Regions from separate parts of the Mus musculus genome. Here regions 2 and 3 are each linked to region 1. Evidence: chromatin contacts called from public HiChIP or PLAC-seq and Micro-C data. All regions are on one chromosome and are shown on one strand. Each heading gives the region's core, a stretch centred on a gene start, on an enhancer-like site or on the middle of the called end of the contact. The rest is flanking DNA. Distances are from core to core; before and after follow the strand shown.

Evidence for each region. Hi-C and Micro-C count contacts between places; a contact is called where the count stands out from the background. HiChIP or PLAC-seq counts read pairs in DNA pulled down with a chosen protein or histone mark.
Region 2: a Micro-C map of granulosa cells shows a contact between it and region 1, with 2.1 times the contacts expected there. The contact joins two enhancer-like sites. A contact is called at or near these places in 1 of 484 Hi-C or Micro-C datasets (granulosa cells) and 1 of 115 datasets of contacts at active chromatin or transcription factors (pancreatic cancer cells).
Region 3: a contact with region 1 is called in a FOXA1 HiChIP or PLAC-seq map of pancreatic cancer cells. The contact joins two enhancer-like sites. A contact is called at or near these places in 1 of 39 promoter capture datasets (stem cell-derived epiblast-like cells), 10 of 484 Hi-C or Micro-C datasets (the N1E-115 cell line and embryonic stem cells), 5 of 115 datasets of contacts at active chromatin or transcription factors (embryonic stem cells and pancreatic cancer cells) and 1 of 9 other capture datasets (embryonic stem cells).

Annotation. Positions count from the first base shown.
Region 1 is chr6:134,613,723-134,616,563 of GRCm38.p6, forward strand. All of the region lies in intron 3 of Mansc1 (MANSC domain containing 1), which reads right to left. Among named protein-coding and RNA genes, the nearest start is that of Gm38910, 7.1 kb to the left of the region's middle. Within about 2 kb of position 1,454, at least 70 of the 459 cell types and tissues checked have an H3K27ac peak or open chromatin away from gene starts, as enhancers often do. A contact at or near this core is called in granulosa cells and pancreatic cancer cells, where this site is marked.
Region 2 is chr6:134,204,952-134,207,792 of GRCm38.p6, forward strand. All of the region lies in intron 2 of Etv6 (ets variant 6), which reads left to right. Among named protein-coding and RNA genes, the nearest start is that of Gm38908, 16 kb to the right of the region's middle. Within about 2 kb of position 1,485, at least 66 of the 459 cell types and tissues checked have an H3K27ac peak or open chromatin away from gene starts, as enhancers often do. A contact at or near this core is called in granulosa cells and pancreatic cancer cells, where this site is marked.
Region 3 is chr6:134,250,783-134,253,623 of GRCm38.p6, forward strand. The region is part of intron 5 of Etv6 (ets variant 6); the gene reads left to right. Among named protein-coding and RNA genes, the nearest start is that of Gm17089, 3.4 kb to the left of the region's middle. Within about 2 kb of position 1,414, at least 32 of the 459 cell types and tissues checked have an H3K27ac peak or open chromatin away from gene starts, as enhancers often do. A contact at or near this core is called in pancreatic cancer cells, where this site is marked.

The DNA.
Region 1 (2,841 bases), core at 204-2,703:
CTTGAATGTTACTGCTCTTCAATCAAGTTTTACTGGTGCCCAATGTGTTCATTTATTGATATGGTCACCATGGCAGCTTTTATACAATAAAGGTCAATGGTGAATAGATATAACTGGTTGCACACAGCCAGAGCGCTTCAACCCAGGCCTCCAAAACCTAAGAACTATTTGACATCAAGACAGAAAAGCTGCCCGACATATGCTCTAGGCTACCTCGCTCTATTCTAAAATGGAAGTAGGGGCTGGGTGTTGTAGTGATGCCATTAATACCAGCACTTGGGAAGTAGAAGGGTCAAGAATTTACTTACAGTCACCCTCAGCTACATAATGAGTTCAAGGCCAGCCTGGTTTACATAGACTGTCTCAAACCACTTCACTTCCCCCCCCCACAAAAATCTGGATATTTGAGCTTCCTTTTTCCTCTGACAATTCCTTTTTCCTCTTTCTCAACATATATATGTATATATGTGTGTGTAACTTCATATATGTGTATATATGTGTGTGTGTAACTTCATATGTGTGTGTATCTTCATATATGTGTATATGTGTGTGTGTAACTACTACAGGTGATGTCACATTCATACCATCTGTATCATAAGGTATTTAGTAAGAATGAGGACTCAGGGCTGGGAGTGTAGCTTATAGTATGTATGGGCCCCAGGGAGGATGCACACAAAAGAAACAAATATACCTCAACATGTTTCATTTTTAAAAGGGGGGAGGGGCATCAGCTAGATGGCCCAGCAGGGCTGCCAAGCCTGGCCTGAAAGGCCTGAGTTCAGTCCCCTGGACCGATCTGATAGGAGAGAACGGACTCCCACAAGTTGTCCTCTGACCTCTACACTATCACTATCACTATGGTGAGCACAGCTCTGCACACTCACACACTAAATAAATAAAGTGTTATAATAAAACACTTAAATATTATTCTAAAATAAAAAACGAGAGAGAGAGAGAGAGCGCAAGACCATTTAGCTAACTGACCTGAGGTCTGTTTGATACTGTAAGTTAGCTATATCCATTGACAAGAACGACCGAAACAGCTGTTTGCTTTCTCAGACCTGTGACCTCAGCTGTAATAAAAAGCAAGCACCAGTCCGGTCTGATAAGATACAAATGTTGGCAAAAAGCCTAGAACCTCACAGAACCCTTCACACCTGCTCCTCCCACCTCGCCCACTGCTGTTTGCACTGGGCGGGGCTTCTCTCTGGGGCTTGGGAAACAGCCCTGGGCCTTAAACGTCTTTAGAGTTTCGTTTTTCAAGGGATTTTGCTGAGTTAAAAAAAAAAAAAAAAAAAAAAAAAAAAGAACCAGAGGCTATTGCTTGGAAACCAGCTAAGCAAATAGATTTCCAATTTATTGGATTTCTGAATTCTCCCATTCTTACAGAGCTTGGTAGAAAGATATATTGCAAAACTATTAAAGACAGATGAATGCGAAGCTGCAGTGCGTTTATAGCCCGAGCAGAGTCCACTGTCATCTTTCAAAGTGTCAGTCTGTAAATATTAGTCAGCTGGTTACAGGAAATAAAATTCCTTCAGAAACAAACCACCGAACAGATATTTACATTTCAGTTCAGTTCAAACAGGATAATTTATGATCAGTGGAAGAACTCAACCCGCAAACGCGATAGATTTATAAATTGAATTAAGAACATAACTTGTATACATCCTGTAGGAATGAATACACTGTCCTCCGCATGTGACCAGGATCGGGTGTCACTGCCAAGAACCACCCATCCTTCAACCTGCTCTGTGCTCATGATGCCCCCTGGTGGCTGCCAGCAGAACAGCTTGATTCCAGATCTACCTTCTTATTCTTATCCTTACAAAGTTCCTACACAGACCCACTTCCCTTTCCTCTCATCTCCACTGGCCAGCAGCTTTATCTTGTATTTCTTCTTTCATACACTATAAATCCATCAACTCTACAGAAATATTATGGAAATTGGGAAAGTTAATCTTCAATTGTAATTTATATCACCATGGCAGATCATTCAAACAATCTGTGCTCTGTGCACCCATTTCAGGAAGTGTTTGGCACACTGGATTTCCCTGGTTCTGGAACAAAATTCAGGCATCCCTTCTCCCCCACTCAGGAGACAAAGCACACACCCAGGTGCTCCAGACAGTTCATCCCACAAAGTACCTCAATTTAACAGGCAAGAAGGGGAACACTTTACTCTATTCTACTTCCTGACTCTAACATTACTGTCCTTCAGATCAGCCAGTTCGCAAATGGTGGCCCCACCTGTCAGATGTGCTATTCAAAAACTAAACCTCAGCCTCCTTGTGTCCATTTTCCTGGCTACCAGCAAGCCTTGGAATCTTACCTCCTTCTATCTCCTTTAATCTCCCTGGACATCTTCTGCCTATATCTTACTTCCCAAGGAACCAGTTTTTCCATTTTCCTACCTCCTGTGGCCTCAGAGTAGTTCTAAAAGGAGACACCGGTGGGCTCTAAGAAGTCTCCTTAAAGACATACTGGAAGCACACAGCCTGAGTCTCAACACTCTAGAGACAGAGGTAGGCAGAGCTCTCTGAGGTCAAGACCAGGCTAGACTACATGGCAAACCTGGCAACCTGAGATCTGAGCAAGATACCCAGAATGCACACAGAGGCGGAAAGAGAAGTCCAAGTCCATAAGGCTCTCTCTGTCCTCCACACATGCCAGGTCATGTGCACACACACACACACACACACACACACACACACACACGCACACACACATACATAGTAACAGGAATTTTTTTAAAAGACACCATGGAGCATGGCTACCCCAAAACTTCCCTCAGCATTTCCCTTCTCCATATACAATAAAACCTACCTCCTCTTCTGGATG
Region 2 (2,841 bases), core at 235-2,734, 410 kb before region 1:
GCACTCTAGCTAGCCTCACTGCCTGCCAGTGCTCAGCGGGCTCTCCCCAGCTCTGTCCTTGGCCTTGGCTCACCTTACTGCCTCCTCTATCTCAGTGCAAGTGGGCTTCACTACCTGAACCCAGAGGGTCTTCTCCTGAGTTCTTGCTCCACAGCAGAACTCCCCCGCTGCCTAACCCCATTCTCCCTCTGTAGTCAGCCTTGTCATTTGCACCTAGCTCTCTCCATCGTCCAAGAAACCTGTCTGGATTCCACGGTGCCCGTTGCCATCTCACACAGCCGCATGTTTCCGCTTTCCTCATTTCCCACTCACTCCTCAGATAGTTGTAGCTGTGTCCTCTGCTGATTCTAGTCACCAAAGGCTAGATGCATGGAGCACGCATACCCAGTTCCTCTTTGTCTTGACGCTCCTCTCTGACTCCTGCCTGCGGTTTACTCTGCCTTGACGTATAACTCCACTCTCCTCCGACTTGTCTCCTGCTATCTTCTTCTCTACCTACCAGAGCCTTCTCCTGGATGTACTCCTTAGACCCAAATCACAAGCATGATGGCAGCACTCTGGCTTAGGGAGCATTCACACACCTGATCTTGGCTGACGTCACATTAGCCAGGAGAGGAAGCAGAATGGACAAGATTATTCCTATTTCCTGGTAAGGACCAGGAAGGGAAGGAGATAAGTGACTTCCTGTAAAGTCACCTAATTAGTAAGAACTTGGGCCAGCTTTTAGCTCTGAATACACCTTTTATATATAGCTCACTCCCTAAATGTTTTCTTGGGGGAAACCCATCTATTATAATGGCGTTGGCAATCAGTATGATGGAGACAACCCAAAACTGACTGTATCTATGACTCAGGTCTATGACTAGGCAAGGACACACACTGATATGACTGCCTTCTTTACTGGATGTCAACAGAAAAAGGACAAATCTTTCCACATCCCTCCCCCCAGTCCCCATGGCCTGGCATAGAAAACTCTAGAAGCCTGGGTTCTGTCATCAGCTGCTTCCTTCCCACTGAGTTCCTGCTCTGCTTTCATCTCCTCTTCCACTGTGATACCTTGAGTCCACCCCTTCTTCGTTCCTTCTGTTTCCGTTCATGTTAACAAAGTCTGTCATCTCTGTTTCTGCAGGAGCCTCTTAGCTGCTCGCTCTCCTCCTCGTAGCAGCCTTGCCCTGATGTGATTCATTCTCCCCTGCATATCTGGAACGATCCTTTGAAACAATATCTGATTATGTTACTCCCTCCTTTAACATCCGTCAGTGACTCCACGTAGCCTTAGGATAAAGTCTAAACTCAGGACAGCAGACAAGGCTCTTCTTAATAATGGCCACTGTGTCTCAAGTTCTCAATCCATGCCAGGTTCTGTTGTGCTCTGAGAGCTTTATACATATCCCATGGCTCCCTGATGAAGGTCAGTTACTGTCCCAATTTTATCATTGAGGGAACTGAGGCCCACGTGAGCGTGTACCTTGCCAAAGGTCATGCAGCTCGCTAGCAGGTTGAGGAGCCAAGATTTAAGCCCCAGAACACCTGGCTCAGGACCTCACTCCTGACCAATGTGCTACCCTGCCTCCTTTGTATGGGATAATTTCTCATTCATTCAGAAATATTTGTTGAGTCTCTGAAGTGAGTCAGAAACTGCTTGAGGCATTGGAGGTGTAGCGGGGAGGAAAGCAGAGGCTGCCTACATTCTGGCGAAGACTAATAAACAAGACAAGGCTCAGGAGATGGCTCAGTAGGCAAAGTACCTGCTGTACAGCATCCAAACATGAGGATCTGAGTTTATATCCCTAGCACCCATGACGGGGAAGGCATGAGAGAGAACATGAAGGCAGAGACAGATTCCCTAAGGTTCACCAGCCAGTCAGGCGCAGGAAAGACCTCGTCTCTAAATAAGGTGGAGAATGATAGTGACTGATGGAAAAACCTGATATCTAACTGACTCCACACACAGTGAATAACCAACCAAACAAGACAAGCAGTGGAACTGCTAGAAAGAGAAATTAATGGAATAATTAATGCAAGAAGAGAAGGAGAAGTCAGAGAATACAGGCTGGCTGTTTTGGATGGAAAGTTAAGAGCTTAAAGGAAGTGAGAGAGTCCCAAAGGAGTCGCCAGTACAAAGGCCCTGGGATAGGACTCTGTCTGGTGTGGGCATCAGTAGAACCAAAGCAGAGGGAGGCAGGCAGGAGGAGGCAGGCAGGAGGAGGGGTGGGGTCAGAGCATGTCAGGCTGCAATCATTTGGACGTGAACTCTGAGTGACATAGAGGAGCAGTACCTTTACACATGGGGCTTCTCTGCAGCTCTTCTGAGAACAGACTACAGGGGGACGTTGATGGAAGCTGGGAGACGAGTTTGGGTCTATGAGAGAGCCAACAGTGCCTGGGACGAGGATGGAAGGAAGCAACGGGAATGAAGGAAGCTGTTGGATCTGTATTCGGAATAAAGGCAGAGCCAACAGTATTTGCCAACAGACTGGAAAGGCACGTAGCAGAGAGTAGAAGGTTGCCTTAAAGCAAAGGGACCTTGGCCACTGACAGCATGGGCTTGGCCTTCTCTGAGACTGGGCCACGGGTGACGGTGAGTGCTTGTCTAGACGTACATTCAAGATAGATGATGTTCAATGAACTGTAGTGACAGCACGGAGACATCACCTCCCACCCTACCCTTTCAAAACACACACACACATACACACACACACACACACACACACGCATGCACGCACGCATCTTGTGTAACAACTGTCATACTGCTTGGTTTCCCAAACTACCCGCGCCTGCCAAGCTGTCACCCTGTCCTTCCTTTCAGAGGCTACCCTGGCCCGGTTCTAATGCAGACTT
Region 3 (2,841 bases), core at 164-2,663, 360 kb before region 1:
ACGCAGTGTTTTCAGATCCTATTGCTTGCCTATAATTCTCAGGACAGCCCTCTGAGGTTGGATCCCTGTAATGTGCATGGGTCATTTGTACAGGGGGAACCACAAGAGAGATCCAGCCCTGAAGACACCAAGGCTTTCCCCAAGGTCAGAGGAGGGTTTGGTGTCACTCGGCTGTTGTCTGCAGTGCTTCTCTTGAGGGTATAGCTTGCTTCCTTCCTTCCTTGTCAAGGTCGTCCATGTCCACTGTCATTTCACCGCAGACTTCTTGAGAATCTTAAGATAAGCATATAGGTCCAGAAAGAAAACCTGCATGAGAGAAGGAAGAGGGAGAAGGAAAGGGAGGAGGAGAGGAGGGAGGAGGACTGAAGGAATTATGTAGACATACAGCACTATCTTCCCCTTGTAAGTTGCACATCTGTTTCATCGATTCTACCACTACTTTTAAAACCATATACCCCAAAAACAGCAGTAGATGGAGGAGGCTCAACACTTCAGATGCAACTGGAGGTAAATATCATATTGAGCAATTTTAGTCGGTCCCACAAAGGCAAATTAGCACATTTATCTCTCATTGGTGGGTCTTAGATTTTATGGAGATGCTCAAGCTCATACAGGTACAGGTATGAAAAATGTAAGAAACTGTAGGGTAACAAAGGAAATGAGCAGGAAGGGGGAGGGAAAGAAAAGGGAGGCGCGTGGTATGGCCGACTGCTCAAGCACATTTTATACTTGTGTGAAAGAGTCTTTATGTAACCCGGTGCCATACAGATACAGGAAGCCTGGTGGAATGTTCAGCCAGTCCAGTGACGACTCGGTCTCCACAGGTGCCTTGAGAACACTTAGAGAGAGCTAGTGTGTGCTTTTCCTTGCCTCTAAGAAGGCAGAGTGTTCTAGATGATTATACCCGGGTCAGATCTTCTGGGGACAATGCATTCATTCCTACGGGATGATTGAGTCCCATACAAATATATATTAATGTTCTTATGATCTTTGTAAATGTTGTAAAATCCCTAAATATATACATTACCTAATGCACTCAAATTCCAGATGAGCCCATTTAACTGTCAAGCATTGCTTTTTTACAGAGGTGAAATGCTGGGGTCATGGTCAGGTTGGGTGGTCGTTCAGGTCCCTTCCTGCTCTGCAAGTCCACAATCTAACAGTGAGTCTTGATTCTACAGCCCTCTGCGGAGGTGATTCATAGCCCCACACTCCTTTGGCCCCTTTGGAGGACCCTCTACTCTTCCCTCCCCCAACCCTCTGTCTTTCTGGGCTCCTAAGATCTTAGTAAAAGTGATTCTGTTTGTTGAAGGTCAAATTCTGTGAGTCACTGCTGTTTACACTGTAAGGTTCTGTCTAGTGAGCAGCCGTAGATGCTTTTAAATCTCTGCAAAGAGGCTGTTAGATGCGAAAACGTAGTTCCTTGAAGCCCTTTAATTGAGCACAGGAAGAAATGAAAGTGCCACCAAATGTCACACTGATGAGTAACTCCGCTGGAGGGTGTGGACAGAAACACTGCTTACCAGTGTAGAGCAAAACACAAGCCCAGATCCTTGCCATTCACGGGGGGTTGGCTTGGGTATAGGAGGATTTAGGTGTTCAGACACCTAAGAGGAGTCTGCACTGTATTCTTGCAGGGTGGGAGTTCACGAAAACGTAAGACTCAAATCTTTGGCATGAAAGAGCTGAGGTTAACTATAAAAGCAAAGCGCATGGTGTACAGCTCTCTTAGGACTGCCACTAAGTACCACAGGAGGTCAGGGCTGCCTTTCAGATGGGCTTAAAAGAATGCTTAAGGAATGGGGTGTGGGGAGTCTGCCTTTAATCCCAGCACTTGGGAGGCAGAAGCAGGCACATCTCTGTGGGTCCAAGGCCAGCCTGTTTTACAGAATGAAACCTTGCTTCAACATAAATATTTTTTAATAATGTATTTACTTCTATTTTATGTACATTGGTATTTTGCCTGCATGTACATCCGTGTGAGTGTATCAGATGCCCTGGAACTGGAGTTGCAGACAGTTGTGAGCTGCCATGTGGGTGCTGGGAATTGAACCCAGGTCCTCTGGAGGAACAGCCAGTCCTCTTAACCATTGAGCCATCTCTCCAAGCCTAAAATGAACATTTTTAATAAGTAAGTAAATAAATAAATAAATAAATAAATAAATAAATAAATAAATAAATAAATAAATAAAAAATAATGCTCAGAATCTGGGGAGTAAAGAAAAAGCTTACCAGTGTAGAGCAAAACACAAGCCCAGGTGGAGAAAATTCAGGCACAGACGTAAGAAGCTATAAAGACACGCATGTTCTTGTCTGTTCCTAGTAGAGATACAAGGCCAAGAGCTTGTCTCTCCGAGTCAACTAAAAAATTATTTTTCATAAACTCTTCTTTTCCCATCTCTGAAAAAAAACTAATGAATCATGCAAATAAAAGATCACATAAACTCTAACAATTTACCCTTGGTCTTAACCATATGGGAAAACTAATTTAATAGGAAAATTCAGTTAATGATTAGCAGCTTAAATACAGATTAAATACAAGTTAAGTCTATTTAAATATAACATGTTTTAATTTTACTTTGCAAATTAGAAAGAGGTCTTGGAAATTGTCCTCTGGATAAACATCAGGCTGTTTGTGTTGGAGTCCTTTCTTAGGACTGAGTGAGTTCAGTAGAAGCGACTTTTACAGGGAATGGAACTGAGAGTCACCTACATCGGTAATGCAGCCTCAAGCCTGTGTCCCCATCCCACCCCAAATACTTCTACCCAGAGACGTCTCAACAAGGATTGGAAGCCTTGGCCAAAGTGTAGCCACCACCTGATTCTGTAAATGAGTTTATG